Regions from separate parts of the Mus musculus genome. Here all the other regions are linked to region 3. The links are chromatin contacts, called in public HiChIP or PLAC-seq and promoter capture Hi-C maps. All regions are on one chromosome and are shown on one strand. Each heading gives the region's core, a stretch centred on a gene start, on an enhancer-like site or on the middle of the called end of the contact. The rest is flanking DNA. Distances are from core to core; before and after follow the strand shown. Region 1 holds the start of Agbl4 (ATP/GTP binding protein-like 4). Region 2 has its middle 26 kb from the start of Elavl4. Region 3 holds the start of Bend5 (BEN domain containing 5).

Region 1 (4,284 bases), core at 573-3,072, 1.0 Mb before region 3:
TGACTATTTCCCTCATTCCATACTACATATAACTCAGTGGCTAAGCACATGGAAGGTGTCATTTTAATAAGTGTTTACCGAGAGTGGGTGAATTCTATGTGGAATGTTTATTTGAAAAGAGGCACCCTAACTATGCAGTGGGAGGTTGCTGTCTGGATATAGAAACCACAGGAGGCCCCTAAAAAGATAGACTACCAGGGACACTCTGAATGATACCATGGGGAAACTCATTTCTAGGACCCTCAGTGGGGTGCTCTTCTAAGCCACTTTCCATGCTGTGCTATTTCATACAATAAATGTATGAAGTCGCTGGGAACTTCACTAAGAAAGAAGTACTCTACGTTTCCTCCCGAAATACTTCCCAAAGACTATATGGCACACAGAAGAACTGAATCTGGCAGTTAGCTAATTTTATAGGCATTTCATGTCCCTGCCCACCCGACAATTTTCTATCAACCCTTGTCTAACAGAACCTTTCGTAGAGATGAAAGTACTCTGCACATATGCTGTCTGCTATGGTAGCCACTAGCTACAAGAAATGAGCTAATGAGCACTTGAAACGTGGCCAGCACAACTAAATTACTAGGTTCTAAATAATATTTAAAGTAAAATCTGAACAGAGCATCTCTGTCCTGTGCTTCATTTCCCTCCTTACTACCAGCATCTGCACAGTGTCTGGCTCCCAATAGGCATCGGGAGAGATTTATTATTCTAAGCATACTAAGTTTTTAAAAATTTACTGGATTTTTATCAAGCAATGAAGCCCTGTCCATCACGCATGTGCGACACAAAGCAGTCTTCTGTGATAGGTAATGCCTTTTTCTCAGTTTGTTGACAAGAATACTGAGGCTCAACGGGTTTAAGATCCCCCCCCCCCAAGACTAAATAAAGCATTATAAGGTCAGGGTGTTAATGGAACCCACATCCTTCTCACTATTTTTTTTTCATCTCCCCATACTTAATGAAGTTCCTTTGTCTTTTTCAGCTTCAAATAACTGCTCTTACAAGGAAATTCTCACAAAGTCTCATGGCTCTTACTTGTCACTTTGCTGGTCATGTGGACATGTTGTGAATTTTAAACTGCCTAAGTGTCAAAGACATGTCTAACGAGTAGTTTCTATCCATATCTATCAATATTTTTTGTGAACCAATCCTGAATGTTCACTCATGCGGTAAAATATTCTTATGGTGCCCCATCTTATGACATATTTTAGTGCGGGTGAATGAATACGTATGCCACATCTCTAGCATTTTACCTAAAAAGCTTAATGGTCTCTCTTCTTTTCTGCATCAAGGCATTTTCTCAAACTCTGTAAGCCAGCTAGGCCCAGGAGAACAGAACAAGGAAATATGAGAGAGTTTCATTTAAGCAACAGAAAGCAATCTACAGCCATTCTGATGGAAATTAACAGACTAATGTCCCAGTTGCAGAGGAGCCAGGAGCCAGGGTCTTTAGGACATCTGTTTGCTTTAGTTTTGCTAATTATTCAATTAGTTCTCAATATTTGTAAGTTGAATACAGGTCACTCAGCATCTTCATGAAAGCAAGGACATTAAGGGAAGAAGCTTTGGGAAATTAAGAAACTTATCCCAAGTACTTAGAATAATCGCCAGCCTTAGAAATGCCAACCCACCCAGACATTTTGATTGGCACCTGGAGAGTGGGGCCAATAAAGTGTCATCCTTGCAGACTTAGTTTTGACAAGACAGAAGCGGCTAAGCAAGCTCAATCCCCAGGTTACTGTGGCTTGGGTGCAGAGTGCACTTCAGAGCTTGAAGGCGGTATGCTCGTGCGGGGAGGCGGAGCTTCGGCTGCACGCTCTCTTCTGCCCCGCCCCCTGCTCCCAGCCGGCCGCTCAGGGGCCGCCGGTTTCCCTGGCAACCGCCGCGCAGCGTCTTCCTGAGGGAGCCTTTTCTGTCAGCCCGCGGATCCCACCGCTCGCTCCCCACTGCCCGGTGGTTTTTGCGTGGGCTCATTGACTGACGGACAACAAAAATGGCGGAGCGGAGCCAGACAGCGCCAGAGGCAGGTCTGTGAGGGCTGTGGAGCAGGGGAAGGTTGAGGTGCCAGTCTTGGGCCTGAGGGGACTGGGGACTCTTCATTGCCCTATCCCTGAGGAGGCGCCCTTGTAGGATACTGCGGTGGTTACTTCAGGGTCAGGGTTCACTGGAGGTCTGTATCTCTCTGAGTGACCAGCAGGGAATTTCAAAGTTCTGCTGATGGAGGGCTTACACTCTTGAGTAAGCATGGGCCCAGAAAGGGTTTGGAAAGATGATATTGGACCCATAATAACGAGAGGCACCTATTATGGGGACTGAGTCAAAATCCTGGAAAAGGAATGTGTTCAAACTCTTGTGGTACCTTGGAAGGTATCCCCTCCCCCAACCCGGGATATGATTTGGAACTGGGGAGAGAGGAAGCAAGTTTATGTGGAAGATATATTACCTCCATTTGGGCTCCATAGAAGTGGAGTTTTTACAGAATATTTGTGTTTGAGAGAACTCTAAAGTCCTAAGAGTCACTAAGGAGTCACACACAAAGTATACAAATCTTGTCCTTAAGAAGGCAAGAGACTTGAAGGGTCACCCAACCAAAGGAGTCGGGAGTGCATACGTGTATTTGGGGTCTTGAAGGTCATTCAGAATTACGAAGGGTTACATGTCCTATCTCTGTGAGTATAAGATAGCCTTTAAGTAGCAGGGATTCTGATAAGAATGGAAACTCAGGATTCTGTTTCTTAAGGGTATCCTTATGGGTCTGGTTGGACTTAGAGAATTAGTAACCAACGTGCTTTACAGGCTAATAGAAGAAAGCAAGAGTCCTTTTTTTATATTAGGAGATTAGTAAAACTGGCAGAGGACTGAACAGCTGAAACTTTAAGGGTTAATATCAGTGTTTGCATAGAAAACCAGTGACTTTGGGATATACAGATTGGTGGGTAGTTAAAGTGAGCTATATATTACCTTATGTATGTGTTAATAAGACATTGCAAACTATAGCTATGAGTGACTCACTTGAACTACTCCAGACCCTCCTCACTGTGTGTTGCATGCATGCCTGTGTTTGTACACACACACACACACACACACACACACACACACACACACCACTAGTTATAAGGCTATGTAGTAAAGGAACAGTAACAATAAACTATTTGAAATGAACAAGAATGGTACAAGACACTATTATTTTTATGGCTTTTTATGATTTCTTTTTGATTGGTATCTCCATTTCTTCTATTCATTTTGCAGTGTGCTTCTTATGAAAAAATGTTTAGGAACACGAACAGAACATTCATCCACTCATGCACTTAAAATGTTTATTAAATGCTAACTATATGTGAAATACCAAATTAGGCACTCACTGCAAACCCTTTTTGATTCTCTTGATTTTTAAAAATCTTTTATCCCACTTGAATCAATTATATAAGTAAACAGATTATTATTTTTATCATTAAGTATCCATCTCCTTTGACTAATATATAAAATCTACAAAGGCTTTGCTTTGCCTATTAATCTCATATGGTCTAGAACTAAATCAGATGTAAAATATGTTCTCAATGAATAAATGACTGGATTAAATGGAAGTGATAGTTTACTTGAAAGGTGATAGAGATTGAATAAAGGGAGAGAGCAAAGAGAAGTATAGGCACAGAGAACCCAAGTGCAAAGACCTCAAGGCAAAATTATTAATATACTTTGTAAAGATCTTAAAGGAGACAAATGTGGGTGGGTGCTCATGAGACAATGGGAGGAGAGAGGTCGAAAGCTGAAGCTAGGCCTTATAGAACTGTAATTTTGTTCAAATTTCCCAAGGTTAATGGGAAACTACAACAGGTTTTAAGTGGAAATATAGAGTCATTAGAATAATTGAAAACTATTTCTGCTGTAGTAGAAAGTATTAATACAAGAGTGTCTATAGGAGAAACTGTTAGGAAATAATAGCAGGGATGTAGAAATGAGACACAGCAGATAAAATAGATAGAACTCAGTGAAATATGAGATATCAGAAATCAATCATTTTCTATCTTTTGCAAATGAGGGTTGGTTGTGCCACTACAAAGATAGGGAAAGTTAAAATAGATCTTTGGCTAAGTTTTAGAGGGAAAGCCATAAATTTAGTTTTTGACTATGGAGTTTTAGGTATCTTTAAGGCACCCAAGTAAGTGGAGACATTGACAAAGCAGTTGACTTTATATCTGAACTTGCATGGAGATAGTTATTTTGGAAGTGAGATAGTTATGAATGTGGATGAAATTGTGTAGAGGGAGAAAAGGCCCAGGG
Region 2 (4,725 bases), core at 1,028-3,527, 1.1 Mb before region 3:
GCTGCACATTTTTAGATCTGTACTTGGTTCGAGGTTGCATTGTTAAATATTTGTTTCCAATTTTGACATCAGCTGAATCCACTCCATTAGTGCAAGGGCATCAACACTGCAGGCGGGGCCGGGGGGCAGGGTGGCGGAGGGGAGATGAGCAACTCGGAAGTTTTTTCTGTAGATTTCCTGGGGATGAGTTGGTTTACGGATAGAAAGCAGGAGTTAGGAGACCTCGTAGTGGATGACTCAGACGTTTTGTACAAATGTTAATGTGTGTGAGTGTATAATTAAGTGATTTCTGGAATTCAGGAGTTGAATTCCCAGTTCAGCCAAGTCTCTGGCCACAGTGACATCATGATGCTAATATATCCTTCATTCCTGATTCAATAGTGACAGGTCAGCTCCCGTCTACTATGTCTGCTCAAGAGTCAGAGTTCTAGGCAACAATAAGCTACTTCTTACAATTAAAGCAAGTGTTCTTGGGCACGCACGACAAGTACAGGACGTAGTAAGGGACTAATTGGAGTAATTTTCTTCTTCTTTTTATTTGGTATTTTAAGATGGGATCTAGCCCTGTAGCTGAGGCTGTTTCTGAATCCTTAATGCTCCTGACTTCACCTATCAAATACCAGGACCTCAGACATGCACCACCACATCTGCCCAGAACAGTGTTTCGAATAAGCATGTCTGGGTCTAGGAACCATATATATTTTTTTCTTGTTGATTTGAGACAAGGCTAGAGGTGGCTGAAATTCATAATCCTACTGCTTCCACAATGCCTGTCTAGGAAAAAAAAAAGAACTTTAATAAGAAAAAAACAAAAACAAACAAACAAACAAAAAAACCTTTGATGTTAGTTAACTTGGGTTGCCATGATAAAATGCCATAGACAGGGTGGTTTGAACAAGGGAAATTTATTTTCTTGCAACTGTAAGAGTTGAAAGTATGAGGCTAGAGTTCAGCATGGCCAGATGCTGTGTGAGGAGTCTCTTCCTGGTTTGCAAATGTCTATTTCCTGTATCACCACAGGATAGAGAGAAAAATCCCACTCTACTTCTACAGCCACAAACCCTATTAGAGAGGACCCTAGCCTTATGATCACATTTAAGTTTGCCTTTTGAAGCTCTATATTGCAAATGCAGTCAAATTAGGAGTTAAAGGTTCAACACTTGAGTTTTGAGTGCACAATTCCATCCATATCAACCTTTTATATAGAAAGTTCAGTGTCCATCCACCTCATGAGGTTACATTTTAAGTCATGCCAATAAGGTAGAATTCTAAAAATAAAAATATCTTTATTCTCAATGGATTATTTTAGCCAAGATTTAAAAGCTGTAATAGGGACATGACCTGTTGTTTATAGGTCAAGCTGTAAAACGTATGATGCTGGAGACTGTGGGAGACGAGAGTGGGAGAGTGGAAGGAAAGCAGCAAAGCAGCAAGCATGCGAGGGAAGTGCCTTTGACCTGTCACTAAGTAGTTCTTTACCCTGGCCAAGGCATTAGCCCTTTCTGTATCTCTGTTTCTCCATTACACTAAGCTGGTTTAAATGAGAAAACACATTCATTCAAAATAAGTTATGTTTCAGAATTTAGGTTGGCTATTTGGAAGATCCAAATCAGTACAGCGATTAGGAAAAGAATCTCTTGCTCTAGAGGGGTCTTCATATATATATATGATAAGTAAGGATATATGATAAATATCTTTACACTCTGGGCTTCTTTTCTTTAATTTTCATCCCAGAAGATAACTGATTGACCCTCTAAGCCCATCCACTTCCTTGATGCTGGCATTCTTTCTTGGAAAAATAAATGGAAACAATGGGGAGGGGGTATCTCCCCTTTTCTCCCTTTTGTTGAGAAACAGCAGAGGCCAAAGAGTGACTTGCAAGCTCTGAATACAGGACTGGCCTTGGATCTGCAGAAGCCCTGAGACAATGCACTTAGTCTATAGCAGCCCCCTTCCTTTTCAAATGTAACATCCAGCCCTCCTCCGCTGAAAAGCAAACAACAAAGGAACAATGGCTACAATCCAGTTGTCTGGGGGTGGGGATGCAACACTCCCAGGATAGCAGGAAGCAGGGTCAGACTAAAATACACCTTATATAGATGCATGTTTCTGACTTTAAAACATTAATTCCATTGCAGAGTCACCAAACCATTTCCCAAGAATTCCCAAGATCCTTGAAGCCACCAAAAGCATCCTTATTATATTAGTATGCTAAAGGAATCTTTAGTGTATTCTTCGAGAAGGGAGCAGGGGAGTGTAAATGGGAAAAAAAAAAGAAAAGAAAAGCGAAGGGACAAAGAGTTGAATGGTTCCGGGAACTAAACAAAGGGAGAACTATACACCTTGTTTTAAAACTTGTTTTCCAAAGCCAAATTGGAAAAATCTTCATGCAGATTTTGGATAAGATGCTAGAGAGTTATCTATTTACAGTTCATGACTTTGATGTTCCTTAATGCAATTAGCAAGCCCCTTTCCAAACAAGTCCTACTTATTAAACCATAAAATAATTTTGCAAAAAAAATAAGTAATCATTTCTTCAATTGTAGACCTTTAGATGCTTGAATGCAAGTTAAGAAGGGAAAATATGGGACCACATGTAAGTTGAAGTATCCAGTAAGACCAAAACAGTAAAACATAAAAGGGGCAGAAGCTGGAAAGTGCTTTTTATCATAGAGGCAGGTGGATTGAGTTCTAGGCCAGCCTGTCTACAAACTGAGTTCCAGGACAGCCAGGGCTACACAGAAAATCCTTTCTCGAAAAACCAACCCCCCCCCCCCCCGCAAAAAAAAAAAAAAGACATCAACATGCATTGACTAAGACAAAATGCATAGTTACCACAAAGATGACTTCTAGTTACTAACACACATGAAAACATCTCTTCTCAAAACTAGTTAGATAATGCTGATAAAGGAAGACCTCCACCACTTGTGTCAGGGGGAGGCTTGCACCTCCAAAGTAAAGTTAGAATCAACAGCTTTCTACTGGGTCTTGGCCTCAAAGGTAAAGATTTTACCGTTCTATGCACTGAATGTTATTCACATTTAGGATATCTATTAATTTGATGTGTAAATAAAATGGTACTTTACCTATTAAGAGATTGTTTTGAAAAACATATTTTATGTGTATAGGTGTTTTGCTCACACATACAGCTCTGCACCATTTGCCTTGCCTGTCTGGTACCCACAGAGGTAGAAAGAAGGTATTGAAAATGGAGTTATTGGATGGTTGTAAGCCACCATGTGGTCTGGGAATCAAGCCTGAGTCCTCTGCAAGATAATGAATGTTCTTACCCTTGATGCTGTGAAGCTTCTATGCCCCAGTATAGGGGAATGCCAGGGCCAGAAAGCAGGAGTGGGTGAGTTGGTGAGCAGGGGGAGGGGAAGGGGGAGGGGATGGGGGTTTTTTGGAGGGGAAACCAGGAAAGGGGATAACATTTGAAATATAAATAAAGAAAATATCTAATAAAAAACTAAAAAAAAAATGTTCTTAACTGCTGAGTCATCTCTCCAGATCCAAGAGATAATACTGAAATGGCATTTCAATATGCATGTATCAGTTATGACAAGGTTTTGAAATGGTCTTCCCCTATACTTAAGGGTTAGGGCTTTTGTTTTGTTTTGTTTTTTTTGGGTTTTTTTTTTTTTTGACTCTTGCTACTTGTGAGGCTCAGCAAAAAGAATTCTTTACAAGGTGTAACCCAGATTATGAGAACTATAGATGGAATCAGTCTGTACCACTCTGTGCCATTGTCCTCTGAGTAGGTTCTCTGTGACTGTAGATTATTTTTCCAGTCTATAAAAGGTCATGGGTGCTATTGGAACTCTAGTCAGGCATCAACTTTAGGCCATCATTTCTCCATCAAAGGAAAGAGAGCTTCTACATTTCGCAGACATGAGCATCCTAGATTACCCATAGTGCTCAAGTGTCATTTGAGTAATTTATTGAGATAGCAAAGGCCTTTTGCATCTGATCATGCTGGGAAGAATGGAGTAAGTTTGGCATCCTTACACCTACCGAGTTGGCGACAGACATATTCCTCAGGAGGTTGGAATGAAATTTTTGAATGTTCAGAGGAAACCTATATACATTTAAGGTGAAATCTAAAGAATAAGAGAGAAAAACAAAACAAAACAACAAAAGAAACTCTTACCATTTGAGCACTAAGAATAGTCAAAGCAGAGGAAACAGCTAGTGCAAAGGTCCATCTAGTACAAGAGAGTTTATGGCTTGCTCCAGGAACGGACAGAAGGCTAGCGTGGCTGGCGTGTGACATGCAAGTTAGAAGAAGGTATGATATAGAGGCAGAGACTGAGGTAAAGCCAGGTCAGACAAGAATATGCTTAGCCATTATGTTTAGTGAAATGAGAGGGCTGGAAATTGTGTTTACAGCATGATCTCGGCCATAAAAAGTATGCATTCAAAGAGACCAGGGAGAAACATACGACAATGTTAACAGTGCTTATATAGGATAGCTCAGACTTTGGAACAAGAAAAAAACAGAATATTCTATCGAGGCCTCACTATCTGCTGCTTTTTTTTAACGTTCTCAAGCCTTAGTTACAAAAATCTATAAAATTATATTTGATAACAGTCACAGACACACAAGCATGCCATACATCCAGAATATAATTTTTTTTTATTATCATGACTGTCATTCTTAGATGAGGACCATAAGCAATGAATTGTATTTATACTGTCTTTAATTTTTCTACTTTTTAACAATGA
Region 3 (4,652 bases), core at 1,005-3,504:
GCATAGAAGCCACAAATCCCAGTTTGGCCAGACCTGAGATCCTTAAAGTGTTTGAGGGACTCCTCGGTTTGTGAGGGTGAAAGTATAGAGCAGTGTCACAGTTCTCTGACCTCTGACACAGTGAGGAAATCAACCATGCTGGGATAAAATTGGAAGGTGCCTGGTTGGTTCTTGAACAGTGTAGGGAACTGGGGAAAGAGAAGGCATTTGACTTGGTTTTCAGGGATAGCTGAGGTGGCCATGCACTCAGTAAAGAAGAACTTCCTAGGATGAGGGTAAGAAGCCAGCACAAGGCTGTGGTCATGCTAGGTTGGGAAATGCTAAATAATTGATGCAGACTCTGGAGTGGGCTGTGTCCAGGAAAGTGATGAAAAATGAAATTGATATTTTGGGGTGACCCTCACTTAGATGCAGAGATGTGCTAGAGTGCTACCTGAAGTTATTTTTGAAAATGTGGTCTGCAGTCTCATGGATTGTCATTAAATATGGCCAACTTTGCATGCCTCATCTTATGAGCTACCAGAATCTTACTTCTCATTAAATTCCCTTGACCACCAAAGTGATGTATTTCTAAAATAATCCATAGTCAAAAATAAATAATAATCAGGGGAACATATTTTCCAGAACACCTCAGAGTCATCGGATAAGTGAGGATGAAATTATTCATCAGGATGGCTTGAAGACCTATTCAGTTGACTGGATATAACCAATGGATTGCTTTAAGGGAACTTTATCTGACCTGCTACTCAGGCTTTGAGAGCTGTGTGGAGTTCAACAGTATAAAGTACTCCTCAAATCACAATGAAGTGAATTTGGGAGTTTGGCTTTATCTCTATCATGAGTATAGCTGATTTGGAATGTGAGCACAGTGCCTAAAGTTTAAAATGGTTAAATGCCTTTTATTATTATTGTGAGGACTAGCAACAAGAATGTGTGTATGTGGAATATGAGCATAAAGAGTACAAGAGAAAACAAAATCTCTCACCTATGCAAGAAACTCAGAATCATAATAAACATTTCAGTGCACTTGTTTTGTTACAGGTTAAATTTATTTAAATGAGTTTTTAAAAACATAGCATTTCGTTAAATCTACCACCTCCTTTATGCATGCCTTTATGAGAATACTTTTCTCACTATAACCTCATTATTAAGCTTTCTTAATGCTCTCAGACTAGAATGAAAGATTACAAGTAGCAGAAAAAATGGGTTATTCAGACAGTAATTTAATATTGACATAGGATCCAACTGAGATTCAAGTTCTAATACTTTAGTAAATACTACAAGGTCCTAGGTATCTATTCTTTCTATAGACCACCAAGCCTACAATATAACATGGAGTGTGTGCTCAGAAAAATATTAGTTACTTGAATAAAAGAATAAGTGGAAGAATGGATGTATGTGAAATTCTGTTTATCCTTCCCCCAAAATTCACCAATCTCTCTCTGACAAATACCCTGGTATTGAGCTAGACAATTGGAATATAAATAGCTCAGTTTCCCTGTAAGCATACAATACAGAACAAGTACAACTCTCAGCCTTCTTTCTCTGGAAGGTGTGGTTTGTCTGCAGGAACCAACCTTTCCAGGTTCTCATCTGTGATTTTGGAAACAGAGAAGGGACTGCTGTTCTGCCCAGTTTGGCTCCTGAACTCAACTGACTCCAGAAAGTCCGGCCTCTGCTCTGGCTCCCTAGAGCCCTCCATCCTTGTTTCATTCCAACTGTTCCAGCCCAGAATCAACAAGTAGTGGAGGCGATTCCTCAATGGAGAAAGACCACAGGGAAGAGGGGTGCCGCTGCTCCCTTAGGATAAAAACAGCCCTGGTCTAACCCTCTGGTATCCCAGCAGCTGGTTCAACTGGAAACCTCAGATTACTCTAGTTCTGGCCAAAAACTGGTTTGGCAGCTCTAGGGGAATGTTTCTGGCTCACTGACCCTCACAGCAGGTGCTGGCAATTTTGCAAAAGAAAGAGAAAAGGGGGAAATGGGTTTGGAGGGTGGACTGAAGGAACGGAGGCGCTTAGCTAAATTCGAAACACTAAACTATTGAATCCGCCCGAAAGCGACTTTTAGCAGCGCTCCTCCTATCCTCTAACGCTACTATCATATATGCTCTTTCCCCACCTTACTGCAATCGCACTCCGGCTGTGATTGCTCGGGTCTGACTTCGCAAGTGGCGGTGTGCTTCAAAACCCCCTCATCCGCCCCTCGCCCGGCTCTCTCCACTCCCCTCCCTTTTCCGCGCCCAGGCGAGAGCAGCCGATTGGCAGAGCGGGGCTTTCAGGAACAATAACAGTGGGGGGAGCCGGGGCCCCGGGGAGCCTCCCCGCCCCCGGCCCGGCTGCGGCTCACGCCCCTCTAGGGGTCCCCACCTCCGCACCGCCCCACGGGCTGACCGGCGCCCGGGCCCGCCCCCGGCGCCCACCATGTACGCCTTTGTGCGGTTCCTGGAGGACAACGTCTGCTACGCGCTGCCCGTGTCGTGCGTGCGCGACTTCAGTCCCCGCTCGCGACTGGATTTTGACAACCAGAAGGTGTACGCGGTGTACCGGGGCCCGGAGGAGCTGGGCGCCGAGCCCGAGAGTCCCCCGCGTGCCCCTCGGGACTGGGGCGCGCTGTTGCTCCACAAGGCCCAGATCCTGGCGCTGGCAGGTGAGCGAGCGGGCCGGGAGGGGCGTTGGGACCGGGCGGACCTGGGGCTGGTTCCGGGAGAGGCCGGGCGGCTGGGGCCAGGGAGCCACCGCTTGCTCTTGCCTCCCGTTCCGACTCCTTGGGCTTTCTTTTGGGTACCAGGTGTCTCTAAGAGGCCAAACCAGTTAAAAAGACCTGAGGGTCCCCTTTGTCTTCCTTGCTTCTCTGACACTCCTGCGCCTTGCTGTCAGTCAGCTTTCTCTACTCTGCTCTCTTCTTTCTGACTCTTTTGTATTCCCCTTGGCTCTTCATTTTCTGCTTCTCTAGCTGCCTACTCTAGCTGTCATCTCTCCCATCTCTCACCTTCACCTCTCTCAGTTACTTCCCTCTGTGTTGCTTTCCATCTTAAGTTTCGAAAACTGTACCTCCCTCTCTCCCTTTAAGGCCCTTGGCGTCTCCTTGGAGCAAGAAGCAGTGTTAGGTCCTTTTGATGGGGGCCCTTTTTCACAGAAGGAATCTCTGACACTGTTCCATCTGGGCCATCATTAGGACAAGGAGACCAAACCTCAGTGTACTGCCCAAGGGGCACAGGTGAGGAGGTGAAGGGCCTTAGGTAGCCTCATCTCCACCCCACTTTATGCATCTCCCAGAAGGCTCCTTGAGAGAAAGATGGTACAAACAGTTTCTAGTTCAGGTGAGGGCCTGACCTCCTAACTCTGATCACACCTGGGGGTGGGGAAGAGGGAAAGGAGACAGGCTGACAGGCAGGCAGGTGGTCTCTTGGTTAATGGGTAAAGATAGATTCAGTTTGTTAACAGGACAAGCCTTTCGGCCTCCTGTACTATGCTGTATCACGCTGAGACATAGGTTCCTCTTCAAGCAGAAACATTTGGCCTTCTTTCTGATCCACTTGTAGAAGGCTTGGGTGCACACCAAGTGGGGAAAAGGAAGTTACCACTTCAAGGCTGGAGAGCAGAGATGTAGCTGCTGCTGGTAAGAGTGCTGCCTTTGATTGAGTAGGCAGAGACTGTCACCTTCCACCTGGAAGACAACCCGGAGATTAGGAGCTGAATGAAGACATTGCAAAGATTTCATGGTTTTGACACTTTTCCTACTTTTTCCAGGGACCTATGTTTCCTCTCCTTTAGCCTAAAAATGAACCTAGCATGAATCAAAGTGACTTGTCCAAGATCCCTGGACAAGCTGTCAGTGTATCTCAGCCTGGTGACTGATTCCTTTTTAATAAATACCTCTAGAAAGTAGGCTTACTAGAATAAAGGGCCAAAAGATTTGGAATAGATCAACACCACATGGTCCTCTTTTTGAAAGGTTAAGTACTTATCACCTCCTAGACAGGTCCTGGAGGCACAGGGCTGTAAGTCCACTTACCACCAGACACTCTGGTCCAAGAGAAAAGAATGAGCGAGGGGGGATAGGTTTAGAACGGAAGTCTTTGTGGCTGATTAGGTTTTATTTTGTTAGCGTGCTTTCCTTTAATTATCTAGGAAGGGATTAGGAACTTATTCAGCAAGAGGATAAGCCTGAGGAAATGTTAACTAGATGGAATGTTAACTGTTTGCTACAAGAAAATCGAGGGTGTTTCTTGATGATCCAGACTCACGGAGATCCAGAGAGTAGATAGGATGGGTGTCAGGAGGCAGTGGCTAAAGACTCTTTTAGAGATTGTCGGTCTCCCTGTCTATCCACTCAGGCATCCATTTCTCCATTCCTTCAGGGAGTGTAGGCACATGGTACTCTTCAAGAAGTACAGGGAGCCTAGCTAGACAGATGGCAGCCTGCACTGACTCTTCTTGTAAAATCAATACAAGTTGCAATGAGTTATTAAAATACATACATACGTACGTAGGTACATACATAGGAAACCTAGGCAGCTTCTAGAAACTTAGCAGAGTAGATGTAGAGATGAGTGGTAGCAGTTTCAGTTTCAACAAAAGGAGTGCTTCTTCTCATCTCCAGTTTTGTTTTTTGTCTTTTCAAGACAGGGTTTCTCTGTGTAGACTTGG

The links. Promoter capture Hi-C pulls out the DNA fragments that hold promoters and counts their contacts. HiChIP or PLAC-seq counts read pairs in DNA pulled down with a chosen protein or histone mark.
Region 1: an H3K4me3 HiChIP or PLAC-seq map of embryonic forebrain shows a contact between it and region 3, with 5 times the contacts expected there. The contact joins the promoter of Agbl4 here to the promoter of Bend5 in region 3. A contact is called at or near these places in 5 of 39 promoter capture datasets (cranial neural crest, embryonic stem cells, frontonasal cranial neural crest and 2 more) and 2 of 115 datasets of contacts at active chromatin or transcription factors (embryonic forebrain and stem cell-derived neural progenitor cells).
Region 2: a contact with region 3 is called in a promoter capture Hi-C map of embryonic stem cells, with 5 times the contacts expected there. The contact joins the enhancer-like site here to the promoter of Bend5 in region 3. A contact is called at or near these places in 10 of 39 promoter capture datasets (the 3T3-L1 cell line, the HPC-7 cell line, cranial neural crest and 6 more), 1 of 484 Hi-C or Micro-C datasets (bone marrow-derived macrophages), 5 of 115 datasets of contacts at active chromatin or transcription factors (embryonic forebrain, embryonic stem cells, extraembryonic endoderm stem cells and 1 more) and 1 of 9 other capture datasets (embryonic stem cells).

Annotation. Positions count from the first base shown.
Region 1 is chr4:110,395,876-110,400,159 of GRCm38.p6, forward strand. It overlaps Agbl4 (ATP/GTP binding protein-like 4), which reads left to right and starts at 1,823. Exons shown (of 13, transcript NM_030231.3): 1 at 1,823-2,030. The coding sequence starts at 1,997.
Region 2 is chr4:110,310,369-110,315,093 of GRCm38.p6, forward strand. It overlaps a transcript of Elavl4 not described here. Among named protein-coding and RNA genes, the nearest start is that of Elavl4, 26 kb to the left of the region's middle. Within about 2 kb of position 2,278, at least 18 of the 459 cell types and tissues checked have an H3K27ac peak or open chromatin away from gene starts, as enhancers often do. A contact at or near this core is called in embryonic stem cells, extraembryonic endoderm stem cells and stem cell-derived epiblast-like cells, where this site is marked.
Region 3 is chr4:111,412,752-111,417,403 of GRCm38.p6, forward strand. It overlaps Bend5 (BEN domain containing 5), which reads left to right and starts at 2,255. Exons shown (of 6, transcript NM_026279.3): 1 at 2,255-2,649. The coding sequence starts at 2,424. The region is part of intron 6 of Agbl4 (ATP/GTP binding protein-like 4); the gene reads left to right.